Regions from separate parts of the Triticum aestivum genome. Here regions 2 and 3 are each linked to region 1. A link is a contact called in public Hi-C data. All regions are on one chromosome and are shown on one strand. Each heading gives the region's core, a stretch centred on a gene start, on an enhancer-like site or on the middle of the called end of the contact. The rest is flanking DNA. Distances are from core to core; before and after follow the strand shown. Region 1 has its middle 55 kb from the start of LOC123044280. Region 2 holds the start of LOC123044281 (LRR receptor-like serine/threonine-protein kinase RPK2). Region 3 holds the start of LOC123044279 (phosphatidylinositol glycan anchor biosynthesis class U protein).

Region 1 (4,645 bases), core at 557-3,056:
CCAGCCCCACCGCCAACATCCGAGGTTGCTGAATTTCCACTCGCCATATTCCAATGTTGCCTTGTTCACGTGAACCACGACCAGGGCCGGTCTCCTTCTTGATGCTTGAACTCTCCTAGATGGAACCAGACGAAGTAGGCGATCCGATCTACTCCCTCCGTTCGGAATTACTTGTCGTGGAAATGGATGTATCTAGACGTATTTTAGTTCTAGATACATCCATTTCCGAGACAAGTAATTTCGAACGGAGGGAGTAGGTGAGGAGTTGACGAAGCCGAGTGGCCAGGTTAATCGCCTAGGAACCTAAACCCAAAACGGGTACGAGTCGCTTTTCAGTTTTAACTACTTTTGTCATGTCGGTCTTTACGTGACTTATACTTTAATATTTATGATATGAATGAGACACGTATTACCATAAAGAAAAAAACATGTGTCATCAATTTTGTTTGTTTGTTTGGCGTTTGGTGTATAAGCAGTTCTTATAAAACCCGAGAGAGTAGTCAGAATTGTGAAGTAGACTTGGCGATATTAAATATTGTTAGAGTTGGCAAGAAAACTTCGCACTAGCTAAGCCGAATCTTTGTTCAGAGATTAGCACTTACTGCATTCTTAAAAAAGGCATCAGCATTAGCATGTACTACTGCTGCTAACAATAATATCAGCAGCCTAACCACTACTTTGAAAGCGCAAGGTCGAACGCAACTTGGCGCCGTGCAACGAGCGGAGACGGGAGGACGCGGAGTAGATTATTAGGGTTTGAATCTGACAGCGTCCGATCGCCGTTTTTTTCTTCTTCCTTTCACCTTTTTTCTGTGGCGAACATCGTACAAAATCGATATCCCCAAGATCCTGCTCCCCGCCTCGCGGATTTGCCGGATCCCCTGCGAACGAGCCGCGTGTGGCTGTGGCTCTCCGTCGAGGTCCGGCAATTATTGGCTAGTCGCTGGTCAGCTCTGATGGCTGCGTGCCGGGTTTCGACGGATCATTTGTGAGCACGGATGCTTTAGACTGTTCTTCAGAGACACATCTTGGCTGGCTATACTTTCTGCCTAGCTGCTTGAGCTAAGCGTCCTTATTACGGTTGAGATCATCTGTATACTGTTGTAGAGATGAGCGTGTGTCTGTTCAGTACTGTCTGCATTTTCACCTTGTTATTGCAGCACTGCAGGGACAGTGTATTCGAAATCATCTGTATACCTGCGCGGCATCGACTGATGCCGAATGTACATTAGTCAAGCTGAAGAACATAAAGAACACCGGAAAAATTGACTGAGCTCATTTAACTGTCAAGTACGTGTTGAGCTGTTCCAGTAGCATGATTACAAACAAGTACGTGTTGAGCTACACAGATGGAATCCAGGAAAGAGATAACTACAGAGAACCCAGAGGTTTACACATGGAGGACGGGACCTCATACGACTATCTGTCTGTCGCCCACCCAGGCAACTCTTCCCGCCATACACACAGCCGGCTGGCCGCAGAGGATCCCTGACCCTCCCACCGGAAGACCACAAGCAAACGCTATCCGCCATCCACTTGTGGGCGGTTGGCCCCACCAAGGAGGACAGGCAGGCGCCCATCTCCGCCGTCCGTTCGCCCCCTCCGGGCCTTTCCCCCGACACGTGGATCTCCGCGCCGGTACGTCGCCGTCGCCCCCACCCGGGGGTGACGTGTCCGCCCACCGCAGACCCCGCGACAACACCCCACCTGCGCGCTTACCTCACCGCAGAATCACCCACAGGCCTCGTACCGCATGCGTGGCGCCAACCGCCGGGCCCGGGATCCGCGTGGCCCCGCGTGTCACTGGCCGCGGACGGGTCTCGAGGAACGAAAAGGGAGGGGCGCGACGGCAAAGCTGGCCTGCGTGTGGGGCGGTGAGCTGTCGTGGGACCCACGGGGGAGGAGGGAGGCCGCACGTGGCGCGCGATGCGGCGGCCTCACGCACACGTACCCGTACCGCCCGCCCGCCCGCGGGCTTTAAAAGCGGACGGATGCGCGGGGGGCGACGTGTCGCTGTGGCGTAGGCCCTCGGGGGTGGGACCCGCGGGGCGCGGCAAGTTGCAGCGGCTGTTTGTTGGGTGCCAGTTGCTGCCTGCTGGGTGCCCCTACAGGGTCGCGGAGAGCTACCCTCATCGCGTGGGGCCTCCAGCCGAGCCGACGCGAGCCGGCTCGGGGATGCTTTTTGATCTGGGTGTGGCTCGGCTTGGCGGCTTCGAGCTGGGAGAAACGAACGAGGTTACTGGATTGGCGCCGTGTTTCTTTTAACGCAGTATGTTAATGCACTCGATTGGTGCCGTAGGAAATACTACCTGGTACCGTGGGGCTCTTGTCTGTGGCATGAATGGTTCACGCACAAATTCGTGGATTTTCGGATAACGTCGTGCTGGTTCATGCTAAACTTGATATAGTATATACTATTGGAACATAAAAATCTTCCATTTTTCAACATACATCAATAAAATTATCATGAGATAAGAGTTATTCTTGCTTTGCTCCAAAATGTGCTTGTTTAACAAGAGACGGATCACGAAGGACCCGAACAGTCTTATAGATATTGCATTGCAGTTGCAAAATTCCAACTCGGTCCAAATACTTTGCCAAAAAAAAAACTCGAAGTCATCAACATGGTTCTCACACCTTATGGAGCTCGCCATCGCCAAGGACATAACCATTTGGATTGGGGGCTCGCCGTCGGTCCGTCGCCAACATAAGCCACACGAAGAAGAAACAAACGTTGAGTCACAACCACACATGGCCTTCCTTTCGGTATATTGGCCGGGAGGAAAACAGTTGCCATTCGGCCAAAACAGTCAGCATCGGAGCAACCAGAGATGCTACAAAACACCGCTCAAAAGAAGTGTGTGATAGAGCAGCAACATGTGCTTTGGATTAGACATCAGCACCCAATCTCCGACACGATGATGGACTCTAGGAGGATGGAAACAAGTGCACCTTGCCCTCCTCGGTTGGCTGAAGAAACATGAAACAAACGCCTCCACAATCACCAGATCCCATTGAGAGTGTAATCATACCCTTAATCTTGTTTTGATGTTAATGATATTAGTCCCTTTGGCATCATTGTGTAGGGATCATGGACCTACCAGGATATATATGACTCAAAAAGAAGCACACCTTCTTCTGTATCTTGAGTTATAGGGATCATGCACTATTAAGAGGGGCTCAAAGGGGTTCGTTGAAGATTTGCTCAAGTCAATATCTTTCCATGCACAACCTACACATACACAGCCCCAAAAGTGTCTAAGCCAAATCCTACCACCAAAATGACCATCCTCAGCTCAACAGTCGGATCGTCCAGGTTGCTACCTGGATCATCTAAGCTTTGCCTGAATCGTACGGACTGCGTCTCGGACTCGTCCGACTAGACCACCTGGAGCAACAGAAGGTTTTCTCTTAATGTGGATTGTCCAGGCATCTCCCCGGATAATACGGCCTTTGCCCGGATGGATACTAAGATAACATACCTTTCTAGGCTCGCCCAAATGTCCCAGACTAGGCCCCAGACGTCCGATCAGCCTATGATCTACCACATTATAGTTTGCACAAAGCCGGATGGTCTAGGTACCTTCTCGGACGTTCGGTCTTCCCCCTGATGTCCTGCCCGGACAAACACAAAGGACCAACATCACCTGACTATATTAGCTCAACTGCCAACGGTTGACTTAGTTGGACCATCTGGATTCCTAGCCGGATCATGCGGGTTCTTATCCAAACGGTCGGGCTCCTAACTTAAACAACACCTTTCTGAAGGAGCTATATATACCCGCCTACCGCATTGTTAGAGGGTTGACCACTATGCTCTAATTTGTCTCCAAGAACACAAGTGCTCCCTCTTAATCTCTCCCACACCCAATTCCCATACTCAATCTTAGATCCCGAAAAGATTTGTGAGGGTTTTTGAGAGAAATTCCACCAGGTGATATATCCACTCCATCTCCTTCTTTTGACTAAAGAAAATCATGATTTGAGCAAGTCTTGAGAATTTCCCCTTGGTTTTGTTATTCTTGGAGCTTGGAGACTCCTAGGTGGTAGGAGTTCTTTGGAGAGGAATCGGTTGTTCTGATTACCCCAAAAAAGTTTGTGAAGTTTTGGAGGTTGCCTCAAGGTCTACCACTAGTGGTTGAGGATCGCGTTCGTGGTGATATCTCAAGGAGAATAGGGTGAGCCTTCATGGTGTAAGTGTGCCGTCGTGGTAACACCCGTCCCTCCAACGGTGAATAGCTTCCCTCCAAGAAAGTGAATGTCAGGACACATCATCGCCTCCGGAGTTTCGGTTATCCCTAACCCTAGCTTATTACTTATGGTTTACTTGTCTCCTTATCTTTACTTGTTATATCAAATTGTGGTTGCCCGTCCTCCTAGTTGTTGTTTAGTATATTGCTAGCAGTAGAACCACCTTTGCAATTGTGAGGCCAACTTTCATATTCCGCATAATTGCCTAAAATTGCTAAGTAGTGATTAAATTTTTTTGTAATTATACCTATTCACCCTCTTAAGGTCCATCTCGATCCTTCCACCCATCATATCATGAGCTTATTTGAAGAACTAGCGGTATACTCTTTCCACGGGGCGATGCTCGTTTGCACCGACGGAGAGCTTGCATACGACATCATGCCAAAAAACCATA
Region 2 (4,645 bases), core at 1,040-3,539, 200 kb after region 1:
GCCAGGGTATACGTGTGACAAGATTGTAGCAAAGGATTTCCAATAATGCTGTCACATCCAACTGCACTGCTATTTGTTGGCACTGGACCAGACAAATTGTTGAATGACACGTTAAACATGGTAAGAGATGCCGCATTGGCAAATTCAGCTGGTATCTTCCCAGTAAGTTTATTATTATCAAGGAGGAGGGCAGTGAGATTTGTCAAGTCAGCGAGTGCACGAGGGATCTCTCCAGCGAGGAGGTTTGAGGACAGGTCCAAAACCTTCAGAGACTGCAGCTGATTAATATCATTTGGAATAGTTCCATTTAGAAGGTTATGACCCAAAGAAAGTAGCTCCAAATGCGGTAAGCTCTTGACAGAAGTCGGAATTTCACCACGAAGCTGGTTCCTACTCAAATCCAGGCTGATAAGATAAGTCAACTGTCCAATACTTGGTGGTATCAAACCAGAAAGGCGGTTACCAGCAGCACCAAGAACAACAAGAGAACTGCACAATGATCCAATCTCTATAGGAATACCTCCTGTTATCAGGTTGTTGCTAACGTCCACCATGAAACCCCTTGAACTGTTGCACTTACTGAATAGGCCAGGTTGCAACTCACCAACAAGATTATTCCCATCAGCAAGGAAAGCATAGGACCCCTGCATTCCCAGCTTCTCGGCAGCAATCGGCAAGGATGTCACTGTTCCAGTAAAATTGTTCTGGGCAAAACTATGGCAACTCGTCAAATCCATAGCCATGACTGCTGACGATGAAAAGAAGCCTGCCATCGCCTGATATGCAAAGAAGGAAGAGTATTCTGACACCAGGTCATCAAATGGGAGCTGAGATGAAGGGCAATCCTTTGAGAGAAACACTGGAATCGAGCCAGACAGTCGGTTTCCGCTGACATCAAACACATCCATGCAGGGCACAGGAAGTGATGCGTCAACTGAACCTGTTAACTTGTTCGAGCTCAAATTCAGGAACTTAAGATGCTTGCAGTCCAACAGCCCTTTAGGAATTCCACCAGAGATTAGATTCTCTCCCAAGTTCATCATCTCCAAGCTATGGCAAGAAGTCCAGTTCCCCGGCAACTCCCCCTCCAGCGTAGCCCTTGGCGCCCATAACACCCTCAGCTTCGGCAACGCAGCAACAACATCCGGAATCCCTCCCTCGAAATAGTTGAAGTCCTCAACATCCTCACCATCCGATGCATTCAAACCACCAACCAGCGCATAAGGGTTGGACAGCACTAGCACTGAAATTTCAACACAACCACCGAGCTCCGCTGGCACAGGGCCGCTCAGACTGTTCCTCGACACATCCAAAGCACGCAAATTGCTGAGGCGTCCGATCTCCGGCGGGATGACGTCATCCAGCAGGTTGGAGGAGAGCAAGAGCGCCTCCAGCTTGCTGCAGTTCCCCAAGCTCCGGGGGATGCCGCCGACGAGGAGGTTCCCGGAGAGATCGAGGAACTGCAGGCTGCGGCAGCCGGCACCGCCCAGTTCGTCCGGGATGGCGCCGCCCAGGCGGTTGGATGCAAGCGAGAGGCGCCGCAGCACCAAGAGCGAGCCGAGCGCGGCGGGCACGGAGCCGTTGAGCTGGTTGTAGGCGAGGTCCAGCGTCTGCAGCGCGGCGCAGGCGAGCGACGGCGGGATCTCGCCCTGGAGGCGGTTGCCGGAGAGGTCGAGCACGAGGAGGCGGCGCAGCGACCAGATCGCGGCGGGGAGCGAGCCCGAGAGCGCGTGGGAGGGGAGCGCGAGCACGCGGAGGCCGCGCAGCGCCGCGACGGACGGGGAGAGCGCGCCCGCCAGGCGGCGGCCGGGGGAGGAGGAGACGTTGAGCGCCACGACCTCGCCGGACGCGCCGCAGGACACGCCCGGCCAGAGGCAGTGGTCGGCCGACGCCGGGGACCAGTCGCGGAGGAGCCCGCCCGGGTCGGCGGTCACGGCCGCCTTGAACCTGAGCAGGGACCCCCGCTCGCCGCCGCCGCCGCCAGACGCGCGAACGGCCGTGACGAGCAGCAGCAGCAGCATGTGTAGGGTTTGGGAAAGCATGGTGGCCATGGGACGCGGCGGCGGCGGGTGCCGCCGTCGCAATGGAGTGAGACAGTGGGGGAGGCCCGGGACCCGGTGCGGGAGCACGGCGGCGGGGACCTCGGCTGGGGCGGAGCTCCGCGTCGCGAGCCGTCGGGTGGTGGGGGTGGCGTGGGGTTTGCTTGGGTTGGAAGCTCGGGGCATGTGGGCGAGCTGGGCGCAGCCGCACAGTAGCACTGGCACTAGCACGGTGCGACCGTGTGGGGCGAGTGTGGTTGGCACTTGCCAGGGAGGGAGACCCTGGTTGGCTGTCCCATTGACTCTGGTTACCCATTTTGGCTGCTTGGCCCCGGGCTTTTGTTTAACAAAAATGCTAGACATACAAAGACTTACATGCTTTTACACGCTCCTTTCATCTAACAACCAATCACAAACCTTTTCCCTCTTGATTTTCAGGGGCGTGGGCTGCCCCGCTCACCTATTGATCAATCAAGGTTAATCATCCTGTAAAAGCCTGTAAATCGTTTGTACGTGTAGCATTGCCGTTTGTTTAATGAGACTTTCTTTTAGGGGATTAATAGTGAGACTTATTCCTGTCAAAAAAATAATTGCTTGTTATTTTGGGCTAAGTGAGTTTTCAGTTAGTGTAAACAAACAGTGGGTTCCCAGTTACTCCACATTAACATGATTTATTCGGACCTCGCAAAACACATACTCCCTCCGTTCCAAAATAGATGACCCAACTTTGTACTAACTTAGTACAAAGTTGGGTCATCTATTTTGGAACGGAGGGAGTAGTTTTTTAGGGTCACAATATCATGAATTTGAGAATCAATATTCAAGGCATTTTTGAAAAAAGAAAATGGTGACTGAATATCATGTGAGGAGGCTAAAAGGGATTGCCAACAACAATGGCTTGTGTGTGTTGGTGTGTAGGGGGGCGTCGTGGCCCCGTGGTATAGAGGGGTGCACAGGCGAAGTGGCAAAGTTGTGCATTATCGACAATGATACTTGGATGTGTCCATGCCGGCATGTAGTATAGTGGGTGTGGTAGCCACCAAGACGAAAAGCATATGAGAGAGAATAAGAAGACATGAGATATTTATTAGTATTAGTGAAGACATGTGGTGACCCATTGATAGGGTCTTAATGCCTCGGAGAATGATATAGACAAACTAGGGAGTCCGTTGTTTTAAGTGCTATCACCAATCATTGCTACGGGAAAACTCGTTCACGGTTCTTAGGCTAGCCATAGTGGGGGTAACTTAGGTAGTAATATACATGCCACATAAGCAAAAAAGATGATGTGTCAGATAATTAATGAAGAGAGAGGCAAATAGAGTAACATAATATGTTACCATCACATAGCGGTTCCCAATGCAATGAGTCTACAAAATAATAAATAAGGTGATGCATGACACTACACATATGTTACTACCCATTATAGAGGTAGTAACATAGACTACTAACATATGCATGTTACTAGTCTAAATTACTCCCCACTATGACCAGCCTTAGTGATAGACATATGTTTCACAGTTCTTAGTGTGTGTGTCTATATACACACACATATGTATACATAATCATATCAATATGGATAGAAAATCGCTGGCTAGCATATTAATAAATATTTGTCAAATCATGCTCGTGATTTACCTAACTAATTTTAGTATTTTATTTTCTAATCACATATTATCTTATCAAAGTTAAAGGGTTTTTAAGAAAAATCGGTGGGAGAAAACGAGATAGGAGGAGAAAATCAAAATAAGAAAGCAAGGAAGGACGTACGTAAGGTTGAATGAAATATTTTGGCAGGAAAGAAAACCTTATGTCTTGTTCAAGTAGTATATAATAAACTAATATAAAACTCTTTACAGGTCACTAATTAGTAACTAAAAAATATCTTATTTAGTGATTAAAAAATCTTATATTAATTTACGGAGTATTTAGGTAGTACTCCTTCCGGACCAAAATGTAAGACGTCTTTGTAGTTTAATTTAAAACGTCTTATATTTTGATACAGAAGTAGCATTAGAGATTAGAGAAGAAATTTACGTGTTTTAAAGAACCTTGGGATTTCATAAAATGTTGTGAATTAAAAATACACGCCTTTTTATAAACTGTCTGTGAATTGTGAAAATATCCATGGTTTCAAACAATCTTCATGCATTTGAAAAAGTTTTGCGGATTTTAAAATGTTCACAGGCTTCACAAATGTTCGTGAAATTTAAAAATATCCGTGAAACACCGCGTGCATGTACTTGTGTAGCCAGCCGCAAAACTTGCCAAAGCCAGTCGCAAAGCGGATCCGTCGGCTTTCCGTTTCCTTGCCTTTCGTCCCCGTCCCACGCCGGCCGGTGCTTCCTCACCGTCGCCTCCCGCGCCAACCTCTCGCACGCACGCGCCCGTTCGATCTACCGCCCGTCTGCCGCCACGGCCGTGTCCGAACGTGGCTACGTCGCTGCCTACCCCGACCGATGCGCGCACGCGCTCCGCTCCTCGCTGGTGCGGCCCCTCCCACCCCGTTGCTTTCCGCGCCGAGGGGCTCGGAGCTCCGAAAGCGACGGGGGCCGAGAGCCCGCCACCTCGCGTACGGGGGGCCGTGGGGCCGCAGGGCCGGCAGG
Region 3 (4,645 bases), core at 1,083-3,582, 160 kb before region 1:
TTTCCCCTCTATGTGAGGGGAACCCCTTGGATCTAGATCTTGGAGTTCTTGGTGTTCTCCTTCTTGTTCTTCCTATCACTTTCCTCCCTAGCATTAGTTGCTTTGGTGGGATTTGAGAGAGAAGGACTTCGGCACTCCGTGTGCCCTTGCCATTGCATTTGGTGCATCGGTTTGAGTTCTCCACGGTGATACGTGGAAGTTACAAGTTGAGAAGCTTATTACTCTTGGGTGCTTGGTACCCTTGAGCTTGTTCCTCTTGGGTGCTTGGGCGCCCTAGACGGTTGGTGGTGTTCGGAGCTCAATCATTGTGGTGTAAAGCTCTGGGCAAGCGTCGGGGTCTCCAATTAGGTTGTGGAGATCGCCCCGAGCAATTTGACGGGTACCGGTGACCGCCCCCAAGGGTTGCCAAAGTGTACGGGTTCGGTGACCGCCCTCAAGGGTTGCCATTTGTACGGGTTCGGTGACCGCCCTCAAGGGTCCCTTAGTGGAATCACGGCATCTTGCATTGTGCGAGGGTGTGAGGAGATTACAGTGGCCCTAGTGGCTTCTTGGGGAGCATTGTGCCTCCACACCGCTCCAAACGAAGATTAGCATCCACAAGGGTGTGAACTTCGGGATACATCGTCGTCTCCACGTGCCTCGGTTATCTCTTACTCGAGCTCTTTACTTATGCACTTTACTTTGTGATAGCCATATTGTTCTCTGTCATATATCTTGCTATCACATAGTTTCTTATCTTGCTTAGCATAAATTGTTGGTGCACATAGGTGAGCCTAGTTATTGTAGATTTTATGCTTGACAAATTAACCGCTAGGTTTATTCCGCATTTGTTCAAGCCTAAAACGTAATTATTTTAAAACACCTATTCACCCCCCTCTAGGCGACATCCACGATCTTTCAGCCTCCCACACAGAGAGCTGGACAAAGGACCGTGCCAACTGGGTCGGCCCAGTAGCACGCATGCACGACATGACACGGGCTAAACGGGTTGTGCCCAGCACAAGACACGACACGGGCTAAACGGGTTGTGCCCAGCACACGAGATGCACTGGCCAGTGCCCTGGGGGGCATAGAGGCTGGCAACAGGGGCCCACATATCTATACCGAATAATAAAAGGGTTATTGCTTCTGGCGGTACGTCATGAAAATTGCCCCCCAAAGTTACAAAATATTACCCACCAATGCCATCTATAAGTGACAAAAAACATTTTACACAGGAGAATCCCTCATCTGTGCCGGCCCATGTAGTAGGGATCTCCTATACTGCGCTCTGCGTGTTGGGAGAAGACGCAACACGTCCGTTTGGGCCGCCCCATGTCCGGGCGGCCTTTTTTCATTTTTTTTCCTTTTTCTTTTCTGTTTTCGTATGTTTCTACTTTAAATAATTTGGTATTTGAAAAAAAAATCTGATTTTTTAAAAATGGGAATTTAAAAATAAAATGTTTAATAAATCATAAAAAACTTGTGGATTGAAAAAAATATTTGCTTATTTGAAAAATGTTCAAAATTTAGAAAACAAATGTTCGAGAATCAAAAGATGTTCATGATTTTTGTAAAGTTCATGTATGAAAAAATATTAATGAAATTGAACAAAATTTCGCCAATTCAAAAAATGTTCATGAATGGAAAAGTATCCTAAAAATTCAAAAGTTGTTCGTGACTTACAAAATAGATTATACTTTCATGAAGTGTTTGCTGATTAGAAAAAGGATCATGCATTTCAAAAAATGTTCGTTAATTCAAAAAATAATAATTCATGAATTACAAAAACGTTCCACCAATTTCCAAAAAACGGTTCGTCAATTCTAGAAATGTTCGCCGATTCAAGAAAATTGTTTTTAAAAATTTCACAATTATAAAAATATATTTGTAAATAGTATTAAATATTCATGAATTCAAAAATGGTCTTGATTTTAGATTTTTTTGAAAATTTGTAAATGTGTTCACGAATTTGAAAAATGTTCATGATTTCAAATATGTTCATTAGTTTTAAAAAATCTTTATGATGTAAAAATTGTTCATGATTTAACGAAATTTAGAGTGATATCTCGGTGATGCAGCAAAATGTGGTCATGACCATTGAAGATTATAATTTTTCTTTCTGTTGCAACACACGGGCCCTTTTACTAGTATGACCTTAAAAGCTAAAAATCACACGACCCAACGTGCTAAAACGTGCCACGGGCTGGCTCGTTTACTAAGGGCGTGTTTGGTTTCTTGCCTCGCACCTGCATTGCACTCACCGTGCAATTTTCGCAACGTTTGGTAGGCTGTGCGTCGTTTTGGGCCAGGCCCGACTGATGCAAAATAGGCCCCCCAGCCAGGCTGAGCTCGCACGCAAGTTTCGGCCGTTTCCGCGAGTTTGCATCCGCGCCTGCACCCACGCGAGCGAAGAGGGCTAGGGTTTCTCTCCCTATCGATTCACACCCGCATTCGCGCCGCTCTCCCCACCCCTCTCCTCTCTCCTGCGAACGGATCTCGCCGCCCCGTCGCCTCGTGGGCACTCGCCGGCGCGCATCCTCTCCGCGCAGAGGTTGGACTCTCCTCCTCCCATCCCTCTTCCATCTGTCCCCATCCCTCTCGGATCCCTCTCATCTCTCTCTGCCCTTGCGCTGCTGCTTCTACCGATGCGGATGTGAGCAGGCGGCTAGGCGGAGTGCTGCCGTTCCCTGCACGCGTTTTGGCCGGAGCCGAGCTCCCGGCCATGGCCGCCGTGGCCGGCGCGGGCGTGTTTAGGTCGGAGCCGAGCTCCCAGCCATGGCCGCCGTGGCCATGGGAGCTGCTCCCCTCGCTCATGTACAGGCACGGCACCCACACGCACACATGCGCGTGCTCACGCGTTCACCCCTGCCCTCCACGCAGATGCAACCCACTACCGGGATGCACATGCATGGGATTAGCATGTACAGGCCGTGTCCTGAACCTCCTCTCCTAGATCTGTGTGATTAGCATGCATCTATGTGAGCTATTGGGCTAGTAATTTTTTTGATTATCATGGATCTGTGTGAGCTAACTTGTGGAAATTAGAAGGAATCAGTAGGTAGGAAAGAAAAGTGCATATATTTGTGAGCTAATTTTTTTGATTATCATAGATCTATGTGAGTTAACTTCCTGAACAATGTGTTCATGTATTTATTTTGTTTTGATGATGCAAATAATGTCAATATTATCAGTTCCCATGCCTTTATTAATTTATAAATATGTGCTGAATTTATATAGATGGATGACAACGGCAAGACCCGAGATTCGCTGATAGTGCAAGCTGCTGGTTTGGTTGCTGTTTTGTGTGCCTATATGGCCACAATAACTACAAGGGCTAGAATTACATTCTAGTATCAATTATGATTCCCTCAAAAAAAAGTATCAATCATGATGACATAATTGGACACAAGAAATTATGTGCAAAGTTATGTGTATGTGTTAATGTACGTGGCAGATAGCACTGTCATAATCCACCTGATAATCCATGAATATAAACCTTAAATTCGTAATGAGACTAACCAAAACATGGGGAATGGAGAAAAGGTACCTCAAATCGGCTGGCCCCTGCAACTGCACACCGCCGGCCGCAGGGCAGGACTGCTGCCGAGTGCGGAATGGGCGGCTGCCGGACGCCCAAAGGCAGGTGCACTAAGTCAATGAAGCTGCGTCCATATAGTACTCGTGTATACGACTAATATATAGTGGAGTGGTTTTCTTATTCTCTCCATAACAATCGTTTTAAATTGTGTAAGTACGAAACGAAACTCCTTATTTAACGTACCAGTGAAGAAAACTACTACTCCCTCTATTCCTAAATATTTGTCTTTCTAGAGATTTCAACAAGTGACTACATACGGTGCAAAATGAGTGAATCTACACTTTAAAATATGTCTACATACATCCGCATGTTGAGTCCATTTGAAATGCCTAGAAAGACAAGTATTTGGGAACGGAGGGAGTAGAATGCAAATTTTCGCTGTGTCCAATCAGGTGAATTATGATTTAACACAGAATTTGCTGTGTCCAATCAGGTGGATTATGATAGTGCTATTGGTAAATTATAATTAGTATGTTAACATGTCATATTTGCAAATCCTAGATCCGCCACTGATCAGCGGCAATGGCGATCCGACACTACTGGTCGATGGCTGTCGCGGCCGTCGGGTTCCGCCTCGTTCTGGTGCTCTTCGGCGGAGACCTCCACCTTGCCTCCCGCCCGGAGGTCTCCACCCCCCTCACGTCCCTCCGCCGCCGTAAGCACACCTCCTTGCTCTCAGTCCTTCCCCTGCAAACCCCATCCCTTTTGTGATGTCGGCATTCTCGTTTGCCTCCTGTGTATGTTGCAGTGGCAGAAGGATACTGGCTGAAGCAAGCGTCCATGTCACCCTATTCCGGTACGTTACGCACCTCGCCTCTTTGCTCGCTTTGCCAACTTTTAGTAGCACTTCACATTTGCATCAGAATGAGCAAAATTTTGAGGCCAGGATAGTCGGGTGGGAGGTGGTATTATTAGGAACTACAGAGCAATTTTTAAAATGCTTGCTGTGTTTGTATTGAGTACTGATAGGCGCTATTTCATGTTCACATCTGTAATGAACTACTGATAACTCCTGACGGATGAAATATGATATAACTGAATGACTCCTACTTAGAATCAGAGGCC

Evidence for each region. Hi-C and Micro-C count contacts between places; a contact is called where the count stands out from the background.
Region 2: a contact with region 1 is called in a Hi-C map of leaf, with 3 times the contacts expected there. The contact joins the promoter of LOC123044281 here to the enhancer-like site in region 1. A contact is called at or near these places in 2 of 5 Hi-C or Micro-C datasets (both in leaf).
Region 3: a Hi-C map of leaf shows a contact between it and region 1, with 2.5 times the contacts expected there. The contact joins the promoter of LOC123044279 here to the enhancer-like site in region 1. A contact is called at or near these places in 2 of 5 Hi-C or Micro-C datasets (both in leaf) and 1 of 1 datasets of contacts at active chromatin or transcription factors (leaf).

What each region holds. Positions count from the first base shown.
Region 1 is chr2B:190,579,910-190,584,554 of IWGSC CS RefSeq v2.1, forward strand. No RefSeq gene overlaps it. Among protein-coding and RNA genes, the nearest start is that of LOC123044280, 55 kb to the right of the region's middle. Within about 2 kb of position 1,807, at least 8 of the 8 cell types and tissues checked have an H3K27ac peak or open chromatin away from gene starts, as enhancers often do. A contact at or near this core is called in leaf, where this site is marked.
Region 2 is chr2B:190,776,965-190,781,609 of IWGSC CS RefSeq v2.1, forward strand. LOC123044281 (LRR receptor-like serine/threonine-protein kinase RPK2) reads right to left here and starts at 2,290. Exons shown (of 1, transcript XM_044466986.1): 1 at 1-2,290. The coding sequence starts at 2,225.
Region 3 is chr2B:190,421,437-190,426,081 of IWGSC CS RefSeq v2.1, forward strand. It overlaps LOC123044279 (phosphatidylinositol glycan anchor biosynthesis class U protein), which reads left to right and starts at 2,333. Exons shown (of 15, transcript XM_044466983.1): 1 at 2,333-2,533; 2 at 4,082-4,235; 3 at 4,329-4,376. The coding sequence starts at 4,103.